Regions from separate parts of the Neogale vison genome. Here regions 1 and 2 are each linked to region 3. Evidence: chromatin contacts called from public Hi-C data. All regions are on one chromosome and are shown on one strand. Each heading gives the region's core, a stretch centred on a gene start, on an enhancer-like site or on the middle of the called end of the contact. The rest is flanking DNA. Distances are from core to core; before and after follow the strand shown.

The links. Hi-C and Micro-C count contacts between places; a contact is called where the count stands out from the background.
Region 1: a Hi-C map of fibroblasts shows a contact between it and region 3, with 8 times the contacts expected there. The contact joins two enhancer-like sites. A contact is called at or near these places in 2 of 3 Hi-C or Micro-C datasets (fibroblasts and muscle).
Region 2: a contact with region 3 is called in a Hi-C map of muscle, with 5 times the contacts expected there. The contact joins two enhancer-like sites. A contact is called at or near these places in 2 of 3 Hi-C or Micro-C datasets (fibroblasts and muscle).

Annotation. Positions count from the first base shown.
Region 1 is chr13:32,621,073-32,625,434 of ASM_NN_V1, forward strand. No RefSeq gene overlaps it. Among named protein-coding and RNA genes, the nearest start is that of ZFP36L1, 100 kb to the left of the region's middle. Within about 2 kb of position 2,654, the one cell type or tissue checked has open chromatin away from gene starts, as enhancers often do. A contact at or near this core is called in fibroblasts, where this site is marked.
Region 2 is chr13:33,303,897-33,308,415 of ASM_NN_V1, forward strand. The region is part of intron 7 of RAD51B (DNA repair protein RAD51 homolog 2); the gene reads right to left. Among named protein-coding and RNA genes, the nearest start is that of RAD51B, 93 kb to the right of the region's middle. Within about 2 kb of position 2,070, the one cell type or tissue checked has open chromatin away from gene starts, as enhancers often do. A contact at or near this core is called in fibroblasts, where this site is marked.
Region 3 is chr13:33,017,465-33,021,630 of ASM_NN_V1, forward strand. The region is part of intron 7 of RAD51B (DNA repair protein RAD51 homolog 2); the gene reads right to left. Among named protein-coding and RNA genes, the nearest start is that of RAD51B, 380 kb to the right of the region's middle. Within about 2 kb of position 2,192, the one cell type or tissue checked has open chromatin away from gene starts, as enhancers often do. A contact at or near this core is called in fibroblasts, where this site is marked.

The DNA of each region.
Region 1 (4,362 bases), core at 1,404-3,903, 400 kb before region 3:
CCTGGCAGTTTGGACACTAACAGCCCACGGCACCCCAGGAGGGGGTGAATGGGGATCCATTTGTTTTTCCAGAGTTTGATCTCTGGGTAAAACTCTTCCCCCAAAATGTGCCGATTTAAGTGAAAGCGATAAATCAGCCCCTTTGAAATGCAGAAGTAGCGTGGGGAAGCCCGCTTTGATATGCAGCTTGGAAACGGGGCACTTAAAACCTGGGTTAATTCTCCGTCCGGCTTTATTGGAGGCCGAGAAAGGAAAGAGGAGGAAACCCAGGACCACTCATTAAGTCTGGGGCACTTGAAAGGCCTGGGGCCGGGGCCGAGTGGCCGCTAAGAGACCACGAAGGCACGGCGGCCCTGGGAAAAGCATCCCTGTCCCCGACCAACCCTAATCCCGGTTCCCACCCAGACAGATGAGACGCGGGGGGTGGGGGGCGGTGGAGCGGGGTTGGTGGGGGGAGGGAGTGGCCGGGGAGAGGCTCCTGAGGATGGGGAGGCGGTTGCTGTGGAAACGGAGTCGGGGCGCCACAGAGGAGAAAGCCAAGGGCCAACCACGCAATTTCCTGAAAGAAGCTGAGAATTCAAGAGACTGTGGGTCTCCCTCCCTGGGTAGCTCCTGCTCTCAGAGGCCTGGGGCTGCAGCCCTTCCATGGGAGCCCGGTGGGGTGGCTTGCCTGTGGTGGCCTCCGGGGCCCTGGTCTGGGCCTTTCATTAGAAACATCTGCTCTTCATGGCCCTCTGTGTCACAGAGCGGGCTGAGGGCTCCATGCAATTTTCAGGCAGGGGGTGGGGCTCTGGGGATATGCACCTTCCACCATCCCATTCCAGAAGGGAGGAAAGGCTGAGTATGGGGACACAAGGCCCTGAGGTCACTTGGTGCCGCTGAGGTGACCCTGAGTCCTGGATTTCAGGATGGTTTCCACTGCTCTCCCCCCAGGTGACAAGTCTGTGTCTTGGTCTGATGGGTCAGGCAGAAGGCTCCGATCTGAAGCTGGGACAAGCCTTCGGGTAACTCTACAGTGGGATTCCCTAGCACTTCTGGAGCCTAGCACCCGCAGCCGATGGCCAGTCCTGCCTCCTCCAAGGGGCCACCGGCCCTGGGCTGTGGGTGGGGACACGCAGGAGACTGCTTGGTTGCTGCCTTCCCAGCCCTGCTCCGCCTGCTCTGTTTTCTCTTGCGTGTTGTTTTGGCGCCGGGAGGTAGGCGGTTGGTGGAGGATGGGAGCGGAAAAATTAAGAACCTGACCCTTTAGAGCTTGGTGCCCCCCATTTCAGACAGGCCAGGATGGACAACAGCTGACAGGCTCTTGTCACCCTCTTTCCCCGTCTTGACCTTGAATTCTGGGGAACACATTCATAGTGCAGCTGGACGGACCATTGCCCCACGCAGATCCTGCCTCAGTGGGCTGGGCGGGGGGTTTGCCTGCAGAGATGCTCAGGGTGAGTTTAGCAGCCAGTGACAGAGGCCTTTTTGGAGCCCTCAACCCAACTCAACCCAGTCCCTCCCTCATCAAGGGGAATGGAGAACCCATGTCCATTTGGAGGAATCTCACCTCCCAATCAGGCACCAGCCCACCTTGGGCCATGCAGGGCCTCCGAGGGTGGCCAGGATCTCCCAAAGCCTTTCCCTGTGTTAGAACAACATGCTTACAATTGCAGATCTAGGCTAGGTCTCAGACAAGGAGTCAACGAAATAAATCACAGAAATGACTCACTTTAAGCTCTTTGAACTCAGGGCAAGCTGAAAGCCCCTGGAAGGCAGGAGCAAAGCGGGGATTTTTCTCTCTGCCACTCCCTACCCCGAGAGATAGGAGGGAGGAGGGGCGAAGGACCAGGCCCAGCTCCCAGGGAGCTTCTGCCCACCTCCAAGTTCCTGTCCTGCCCTTGCGGTGGCCAAGAGGAGGGAGTCTTCCCTGTACTGCTTTGTCATGCCTCTCTCTGTAGTAATCACCTTTAGTCTCCGGATTAAAAGAAATGAAATGACTGGAGCATTTCAGCAGGACTGAAGCAGCAGGAGCCGGAATACCCGAGCTAGCAAGCTTCCATGGTCTTCTAGAAGCCCAGGGCGGAGGCACTATGTTGTTCTTGCCTCCTTCCCAGCTGCAGGGAAGGAGGGGCTTGGGAAAGGGGGTGGGGGTGGGGAGTCGGGCTCACGAAATGCCTGCCTGGAAGCAGAGCCAAGGGGGATTAAGAAATCCGGGCAGGCCAACTGGAGATACAGTCCACTGAAGACCCCACAGACAAAGGGAAAGATGAGGGAAAAAGAGGGGGTAGGTGGGTCCGAAGAGAGGAGGGCAGGCGGGAAAAGGCTGACCACAGGGGCTGGGGGAAATGTCAGAACGATTCCCTGGTCAAAGGCCAAATTTGTGTTGTCTGAGGTGTTGCTGGGAGAAAGATCTGTGGTGGCAGCGGTGATGGTGGGTGGATGAGTGTGCCTGCCTTTGTGTGTGCAGGAGGCAGGAGCCTGTGTACACACACACACACACACACACACACACAGCTATTGGGTAGGCCTGTGCCAGAAACTGCTGCATTCCACCTAACCCCAAAGTCAGCCCCCTTTCCAAAATGCTTTCTCATTATTCGCAGGCACATTTTTCTCCACCACACTCGGCTCTTGTTTCTGTATTTCTACATGCCCGCTGCCGTGGATACCCTTCCCTGCTCTGTACGGCCACTGTGAAAACACCTGCATTTTATTAATGCAGCCTGGAGCCGGGCTGGGCCGGGCCCCTCCGCGCTCGGCCCCTGCTCTCCTTCTCCACCATGCTCAACGAAGCGCGGCACCCGCATTAACCCTGTGTGGCTGGGTCTCTGTCCCGGAGCCCTGGGTCCCCTGAGGGGTGCAGACCCTGCCAAGGAGCTGGAGATGCCCTACCTCGACGAGGCAGGAGCTCCGGGGACCTGCCCTGGCTCTACGCTTTCCTTGCCCTGGATTTTTGATCCTTTTCTCTTATCCCTGCTCCTCAGTTTCTCTCTCCAGAATGGGAGAACACCATTTTGTCTTGAAAGGAATCCTGGCAAACTTCTAAGACAAACTCCTTAAGGAGCCTGGCCCTTTAAGTATCTACTCCGTCCTCTTGCCTCCAGGAGCCATTGGGACGAAATCATTACAGAAAAATAACTGCTTTCCTCTTTAAAATATTTTAAATAAGGAAAGCATAAAGAGGAAAAACACCCCATAATCCTATCACCCTGAGAGTCGTGTTAACATTTCTTTTAATGCAATATGTGCATATGACTTTAAAAAAAAAAAAGCAGGGATGGTATCACATGAAACTTCAGTTTTTCTTCCCTCAAACCGCAGTTGTTCCTCCCGAAGGTAATAATTCTTAACAGTTTGTGTATCCTTCCAGGGAAAGAATTTGGGTATACACTGACATCTTTTTTTTTTTTTTTTTAAGTTAAAAGTAAGTCTGGAATTCTTGCAGTATCAGCACAGGGAGACCCCCTTCGGTCTTTTTAATGGTTGCATATTAATTTGTGGTATGGCTGAACCACGGTTTATTTAACCAGCTCCTCATAATGGGCTCGGGGCTGCTTCCAGGTTAGAATCTTACAAACATTGCCGTAGCGAGGGTCTTTGGATGTCTTCCTTGGGGGGACATGTACGAAGATATCTGCCAGGAAATTCTGAGGAGTGAAGTTGCTGGATCAAAGTACATGTTCATTTAGCATTTGTCTACTGTTTTTTTAATTTTTAAAAATCTTTTATTTTTTTAAAAGATTTTATTTATTTTTTTGACAGAGAGAGAGGTCACAAGTAGGCAGACAGAGATAGAGAGGGGAAGCAAGCTCCCTGCTGAGCAGAGAGCCCGATGTGGGCCTCAATCCCAGGACCCTGAGATCATGACCTGAGCTGAAGGCAGAGGCTTAACCCACTGAGCCACTCAGGCACCCTTATCTACTATTTTAAAAAAAGAGTTGTGTTTTCCCCCTTATCCTTCTCCATTTTTTTCTGTCAGCCAAACTCCTAGCCACCTATCAGAATCCAGCTCAAATTTCATCTCCTCTGTGAAGCCTTCCCAGATTGATCCAGGAGCCTGCTGGCTTCCCTTCCATGCTTCCTTAGCCCTCTTACTTAAAACTTAGGGTAGCTCATGTTTTTTTTTTTAAGATTTTTTATTTATTTGACAGAAAGAGAAGTCACAAGTAGGCAGAGAGGCAGGCAGAGAGAGAGGGGGGGTAAGCAGGCTCCCTGCTGGGCAGAGAGCCTGTAGTGGGGCTCCATTCTAGGACCTGGAGACCATGAACTGAGCTGAAGGCAGAGGCTCAACCGACTGAGCCTCCCAGATGCCCCCAATTTATTAAAGTGTCTGTTCTCCATACAGGATTGCAATATGAGCACATTGACATCTCTTTTGAG
Region 2 (4,519 bases), core at 820-3,319, 290 kb after region 3:
AATTGCTGAAGTAATATAAAGAAATCAGTTTTTGTACTTTATAATTAAAAGTTACTTCATCTGATCACTCCCCTTATTCATCACACTGGATTCTAAATGACAACTGGCTATATCAAAAATCAAAAATAATCCCCAAAATGAAGACGTGCTACCACAGAAAACAGTTAGAAGAATGTACTAGAAGCTTCTCCCCACAAAAAGAAAGAAGCATGCAGAAAATGAGTATATAATCTTCTGTGACCATTTTAAGGGAAACAGCTTGTCATTAAAAAAAGAAAAAGAAACTCAGACATTATATTTTTATATCACTACACTTTAAAATTACAACTACTGCTATGGAGGTTTTTATTTTTTTACATATCAAAGTGTCTTTTGTCCTAAGTCTTCCTTTCACAAGAGGAATCAAACCAAATCCTTTATTGGGATTTCATAGTCTTCCTCTTAGAAAACTTGGCAGGCCTTGGGACTTCAGTATATTGGTATTACTCCTGCTACTTCACGTAAACCTTCACTTCAAGTTTGGTGTGTCTGACAGCACATTGCCCAATTCTTCCACTATTCCAAATACTCTGAAGAAGTTTCCCAGAAATCCCTGTTTGGATCAGCAAAAGCAATTTGGTGTCATCAGCAGATTTCACCATTTCCTTCTGGAGTCATTAAAACATTAAACAAGCATGATCTTGATATCAACCCTTGGAGTTCCTACTATTAACCTCTCTCCAGCTGAAGTCAAGCCATTCTTTGCTATGTTGTGATTCCCATCATAAAACCAGAATGTGTTTATTTGCTAAAAGTTTAAACTTTGATGGATTTTTTTTTAACTAAAAGTTGCAAAATGCATTACGAAAGTAAAGAGAAAAAAATTCCCAAAGGAAAGGCCAAATAACCCAGCAATAAGAAATAGTCCCTACTTGAGTTGTCTTATCCCAGTGCTCAAACCACCTCATATTCAACTGATTCTAAAACCTCAACAGACTGTTGACCTTTGCCCTCCAATTATTTACTTCTTTTATAATTGTATGAGAAACCTTATTAAGCACATTTAAAAATTCTATATGAATTATAACCGGCAAGTTCTAACCACTTTATTAGCTACCCCTCCTCTTTATTACATTTGAAGGGGAAAAAGCAAACAGTCCTTACTCAGAAAGTGAAAAAGCAAATAGATTTCTCCTCAAACTGGTCTGTACTCTGAACAAGAGAAATCACTCTTTCTTTTATTCAAGTGCAAATCTGTTTGAAGCTTTCAGTCTGCTTTCCCAGCCTGCTCTCTGCAGCTGCATAAAAGATGAGACGTGGGAATGAAAGAAAACTAGATTGGGGCCAAAAAGCAATACTGTCCATATGCAAACTCACTCAAATGCTCCCATACATCCCTTCCCACATTTTCCAGCCTAGCAGACCCCCAGCCAAAAGGAGGAGGTGCTGTGCTAGCCCATGTCCAATCGTGTTTAAAACAACAACTTCTTATATGTAATTAGGAGAAAGATAAGGTTACTAGACACCCTCCCCCTACCCTCCCCGGTCCTCACAAGGGCTGAGGTGGTCTCGGACTAACCTTTTAGTTCTAAGTTAGATGGAATGAGGCAGTCAGGGAGCCAATGGAAAAGACTCTCACAGATCTCTTAAGCTGCTTGTGGAGCAAGAGACTGGCAGAGTCACGGCAACAAGAGCAGGATTGATTCTACCTATCTTACCCATGCAAAACCAAGGCACAATCTTCCCTCCAGAAAGCCAGATCTGCTGTAGACTTTCAGAAAGTCTGGCAGCCCTTTAGCCTACATACAAAGGTGTTAGCTAACCTTGTAATTCCAGCAATCTACTCAAGCCAAACAGTGAACCACACAATTGAGAAAGTTCACGATCAAAATCAAACTCTGCTGGGATCAGAAGAGTATTCTCAAGGGTTTTTACTCAGATGTCATTATAACTCTACGTTATTTTTAATACTGTTCTTTGGATTTTGCCCCACACAGAATTCCCAAGTTACAGGAGGACCAGAACAATGTCCAGATGTATAAAAAGCAAAAATACTTCCCTCCTACTTGTGGATTCCAAGATAAACACCACAAGAAGCACGTGTGACTAAACTCAGAGCTCATTCCAAATTAAATAGTGCATCATGTGCACAGTGTAGGGCTTAAAAAACAAAACTGCACAAATATTCTACACGGTTCATAAGCCAGACTTGGGTGACCACATGACCATGTTACAAGAAGGAAACATGAATTGGAGAGTAGGGGTAAAGGGTGAGAAAAGTCTTAGTCATGACCTTTCCCAGAAAATTGGTGCTATTTTCAGAGAACATTTGTATAATATGGGACATAGATGAAAGACGAAATAGTATTTTTCTTTGTTTTTTTTTTCTTACTGATGACCCTCAATTCTAAAACCACCCAGCAAATAGAAAACCCTACAAAAATTTCAAAATCCCTAGCTAAGCCATGCACAAACATCATTAAACACACACACACACAGGTAATGAATACTTCAATGTCTGGCTGGCCAGCCCAGACCAAATCCTTTTGACCTATAAAACAGGTTCTAGACAGAGTACATGGAACTTGAGGGGGGGCAGGGAAATAGGACATTCAGGTCATGGGAAAAGACTTCTATATTATTTTTATCGTGTTTCAAAAACTGAAGTATAAAACGGATAGAAGGATGGATAGATGAATAGACAGTAGATAGAGCAGTAGTTTGGTTGAGTTTGATTTTTCTCCCATAACTTATCCTAAGTAAAGCTTTTAATAAATTAAGACTTGGAAATGTTTGCTTAAATATCTTGATTTTTTAAAAATTACATAATACTATAGATACAAAAGAATATATATACTATGTAAGTTATGATGCATAATGAAAAAATATATACCTATGAACCCATCACCCAGTTTATGAATTAGAATATTCCTAGTCCCAATCAAATTACACATGGGCCCTTCCTGAATTCCCATCTTCCTGCTTCCCTTGAATTGGTCATCACTATCCTGAATTCTGCAATTATTTTATTCTTGAGTTTTATAAAAATAGTTTTTACTGCAGCTTATATAGTTTTCAAATGTATTTAGTAATCCACCCTCCCCTTGTGTATGCTTCCATAATGGGGAGAAAAAAAGAGTAAAGTCCTTACCTCAATGAATGAAAAAAGGATCTGTCTATATATCTTCCTCCATATGAAAGTACCTCAAGATCAGGAATTATGTCTTATTTACTCTAACTTCACAGTACCTAGCAGAGTAATAGGTATAGAATCTGTCAAATAATTATTTTTCAACTACTCTTTCAAATTAGAGCCCGAATGTCTTAATGTTTCACTGTCAGAGCTGGTCAACAATGAATACTGCTCTGTGGATTATTATCTTTCTTTAGTGATAGACTTCCTGTCCCCGGCCCTAGGGACCAAGGTTATCAATTATCTCCCTAGACTACAAATCAATATAACAGTCACTACCTCACCTCACCACAATCTAAATACACATCTTAGATGGCACTGAAATTGTCAAATGCTTGACAAGCACTTGACAGAGTGCTGATTCCTTCATCTGGAAAAACACATTATCACATGGAAGTTTAATTCACTAGTATTTGAGCTATACTTAACCATAGATACCAATCAGACACGGAGGCATCAGTTGTTGTCTACTGAAGGACAACATCATCTACAAAGCAAATTACACACAAAATGAATGAGATTCTCCTGCTATTTGATAGCAAAGAGTTTCACAACCATATTAAAATATCTTTACATTATGTACTGAACACAAGTCTCTCTCAGGGGCAGTGTTCTAAAGGATAAGCCTACACCCTCAATTATGTCACCATTATGCAATATACTCAGGATTACAAATTTGTCCTTCAGCCTGGAAGAGCAAACAGTTAATGCGGCTTCAGATTCAGACTACGTTGTGAGACCTCCCCAAACATATTAGTGTTAGAAAATTTCTCTGACTCATCCTTCTGATCAAAGCACAAGATTAAGATTAAAATTAAGAAGATCCAAAAGATCTTTCTGGGTGTGGAGAGGAGTCAGGAGAGAATGTTCTTGAAGAACTTCAAGCCAGTCATAAGACACCAATCTAAAAGATCTTTCTTAAGAGACAATTGCAGTGTTACTCCAAAAGGTACTTTGGTAGTACCAAGCTGAAGATGTGATAAGGGGACTAAGAATGCTCTTGAATGGACTACTTGGAGAGACTGATCAAAAATATGGGCAAGTGACAGCAGCCATCTCAGTGTGCCATTCCATATTCATCAGAGCAGTCTATCTGCTCAGTTACTATGGGGCAACCTCTCCACTCAGACTGTGACAAAGACACACTCCATTTTCTCTACCTATCTCCCACTCCCCTCCATCTAAATATGAGTTTTATAGTGAAAAGGTTACTCTCACTATACCTAAAGTCAAAGAAAAACAATAGCTTGTAGCACTATGATGTCAATCAATTGGGAGGGCATTTCTTTGAAGGTGATTTGACAAAAGTAGAGCCACTGTCATCCTTGCTGGAACCAGTTGGTCCAT
Region 3 (4,166 bases), core at 942-3,441:
TTAGGGGCGCCTGCGTACCTCAACTGCTTAAGCAGCTGCCTTTGGCTTTCATCATGATCTCAGCCAGAGTCATGGTCCCCTGATGTGAGCCTGATGTGGGGCTCAATCCCAGGACCCTGAGATCATGACCTGACCTGAAGGCAAATGCTCAACTGACTGAGCCACCCGGGCACACCTTATTACTTTTTTTAAAGGAGTTTTTCTTTTTTCTTGACCCTATCACCCATTTCTCTTCCCTTCTCACCGCCACACCCCCAAACTCTGGCAATCACTAAATTTGTTCTCTGGCTCTAGGAGTTTGTTGTGTTTATCACTGTTGTTGTTTAATTCCACATATAAGAGAGATCATATGGTATTTGTCTTTGTCTGTTTTATTTCACTTAGCATAATGCCATCAAGGTCCACCCATGTTGTTGCAAACAGCAAGATTTCATTCTTTTTTATGAATCAGTAATATTCCATCACATGAATATAACATATCTTCTTCATCTGTTTACCCATAGGTGGAGACTTGGGTTATTTCCATGTCTTGCCAATTGCAAATAATGCTGCAGTGAACATGGGGGCGCAGGTGTCTCTTTGAGACCGTGATTTCATTTCCTCTGGATAAATATCCAGAAGTGGATTTGCTAGATCATGCAGTAGTTCTATTTTTAATTTTTTTGAGGAACCACTATACTGTTTTCCATAGTGGCAATTTACTCTTTCTACACAGCAATTTACTTTTTCAAAAACATGAAGTATAAAAGAAACAAAAGACACAGACTCTACTTCTACAGTGCTTATAATTAAGTTAGGAGGCCAAAAATCATCACAGAAAACATGTTAAAATCTTACTATATCTATAGATATAAAATTTAGGGTTTTATAGTATCTATAATGGGAATCTTTCCCAAAAAATTACCAATCCCATAACCTTAACAAATGTTTTCATTTATCCATATTCCCCTCTCATCTTGATTCATATATACACAACTGTATAATTTTGTATTCTGCTTTTATTGCTTACCATTCTACAAAAATTCTTATCAATGCATAATCTTTAAAAATCATTTAATTTGAAATTATTATCAATAAATGCACAGTGTATTAAGTGTGTATACTATAGTTGAACTAGACATTATTCCATTGTTAGACACTGGGACATCTTTCCTTTTGTACTGAATGTTGCAATTAGTTGGACTGGTGCATTGATCATTTTGTAATTTTTTTTTTCAGTTTCAGATTTTCTTGCTTTCCCTTAGATCCTATATCCCTAGCAATAAAACGTTACATATGAACTTCGTTCTTAGAAATATCAATTACTTTTAATCTCTTTAATATATCTTACGTGAATAGAACCAGATTTTATGCTGATAACTTTAGTACTTAATGGAACTCTATTAGGCTGCTTCCTGTGCCAAAGTTTATCTTTTTGTACAAACTGTCAGATCTGTAGAAGTGTAGTGGCAAGAGAGGCTGGTGAAGGATTAAGACAGTAGGTGGTGGGATTTGACCCAGGCCTTGGAAACACACCAGGATGGTGAACTGACTGCAGAGAAAAAGGACGCTAAAGAGAAGGAAAAGGGCTTGGGAGGAAAATCAAGTCATTATAACCAAAGTAAAATGACTGAGCAGTGTGCTTTCCAGGCCCATTTCCCTGAGAACAGAAGAGGTATCGCTGGGGAACAGCTGTGACCAGGAGGAGAAGGGATACACTATGGAGAGGACTGAGAGCCAGACACAAGCACTGAGACCTTCCCAACTAAAAGTAATCCAGAGTCACAGTCATCAAATCAGATGAAACATTTAGTGGACTACGTGATACATCAAAAAGGGGACTTCAGGTACCCAAATCTTTCTGGCACAATGAAGAGACACCTCTTATCCTCTCCACAGAGAACACTTTGCAGCATCAAATGTTGAGGGGCGTGTCAGAAATGGCCAGGGAAATGGCCACCAACATTGGCCAGGATGGATTACAAAGGTGGTGTAACTTCAGTTATGAGGGCTATACATCCAGAAACCAGTCCACAAATTCCATGCCAAAATAGGGTAAATCTAGAGGCATTTGTCAAATTCAGTGGGTCATCTGACCCAGTCTAGTCAGAGGGAAGGTGCAGCACATATATAGCTTGACCACAGTATAATGTCCTGGATCCAGATGAACTTTCTTTGCACAGTATTTATTATTCTAATAAACTAAATGGAATGTTTAGAGATGACTGGAGCAATCTGATTGGCACACTTACAGGGCATTAATTCTTCCAAGGTGACTGGTGCATAAAAAGTGAAACTATAGCACTCATATAAACAATCCACCTGCCTCATTTCCCTCCCCCAGGCACCTCTAATTTTCAGCTTATGTTAGCTGTAAGACGAGCTAATGTTTTTAGTGTAGAGAAATGGCATTATTCCAGACATAGAACTTACTTTAAGAAAAAGAGGACAAATTGTATAGCCATACAGACTGTATCAATAGGTATCCATGACCAGGGACTACGATGAATTGCTACTACATTTCAGCAGAGAGGTGAGACCATGGCACGAGCATTTCAGAAACTAAATCCTGACTTATTCAGGCATCAGATGTTCCACTTTAGGTGGAAAAACTATGTGATAACTTTTGCCCGTAAATATGTGTACTTTTGAACTCATCTCAATGAAATGACCACAACTCAACAATACAGTTGAATGGTCTCACTCTTTTAGGTCCTTCCCTGTGGGTACTGTGAAAAAGAAGAGTGAATGATTGTCTTATGGGGCAAGCAGTTTATAAAAGGAGCTGGACAAGTCAGATATGAAAGCAGGCTTTGAAACTATGGGGCCAGACAAGCCCCATAGAGAGGTACACATCCTCTTTCCTGGGTCTAGACAAGCAATGAGGTAGGTGCCCTCTAAGGTCAATGCTTTCTTTTCTTTTTCTTTTTCCTTTTTTTTTTTTTTTTTAACCTAAGGTCAATTCTTAATTATCTCCAGTTAACTGTCTTACACTTATCTTTACTGTTATTCTCCACCTCTCACTGATATTATTAATATTATTAACCCTTTCTATCAACCTTTTTGTTTACCTCCATTTCTAAGTTTATTCTTAGACTCCAAAGAGGAAATATTTTTGGAAAATAGTTTGAAACACAAACCTTGAGATATTAATGTTTTCAGAGTGGACAGCGAGAGAGGAAAAGGAAAAGAAAGAAAAGAAACAAGAGCACTGTGAAAGAGGAAGAGGACGAGAAAGAAACGAGGAAGAGAGAGTGGGAAGAGAGGTACTCAGTGGAAAAGGGGGAGTATTTCTTAAGGAATCTCCACACTGTTTTCCAAAGTGGCTGCACCAACTTGCATTCCCACCAACAGTGTAAGAGGGTTCCCCTTTCTCTATATCCTCTCCAACACTTGTTGTTTCCTGTCTTGTTAATTTTGGCCATTCTACCTGGTGTAAGGTGGTATCTCAGTGTGGTTTTGATTTGAATCTCCCTGATGGCTAATGATGACAAACATTTTTTCATGGGTCTGTTAGCCATTTGTATGTCTTCTTCGGAGAAGTGTCTTCATGTCTTCTGCCCATTTTTTGATGTTGATTATCTGTTTTGTGTGTGTTGAGTTTGAGGAGCTCTTTATAGATCTTGGATATCAGCCCTTCGTCTGTACTGTCATTTGCAAGTATCTTCTCCCATTCCATGGGTTGCCTCTTTATTTTGTTGACTGTTTCCTTTGCTGTGCAGAAGCTTTTGATCTTGAAGAAGTCCCAAAAACTCAATTTCGCTTTTGTTTCCTTTGTCTTTGGAGACATATCTTGAAAGAAGTTGCTGTGGCCTATGTCGAAGAGGTTACTGCCTATGTTCTCCACCAGGATTCTGATGGATTCCTGCCTCACGTAGAGGTCTTTTATCCATTTTGAGTTTATCTTTGTGTATGGTGTAAGAGAATGGTCAAATTTCATTCTTCTACACATAGCTGTTCAATTTTCCCAGCACCATTTACTGAAGAGACTGTCTTTTTTCCACTGTATATTTTTTCCTGCTTTGTCAAAGATTAGTTGACCATATAGTTGAGGGTCCACATCTGGGCTCTCTACTCTGTTCCACTGGTCTATGTATCTGTTTTTGTGCCAGTACCATGCTGTCTTGGTGATCACAGCTTTGTAGTAAAGCTTAAAATCAGGCAACGTGATGCCCCCAGTTTTGTTT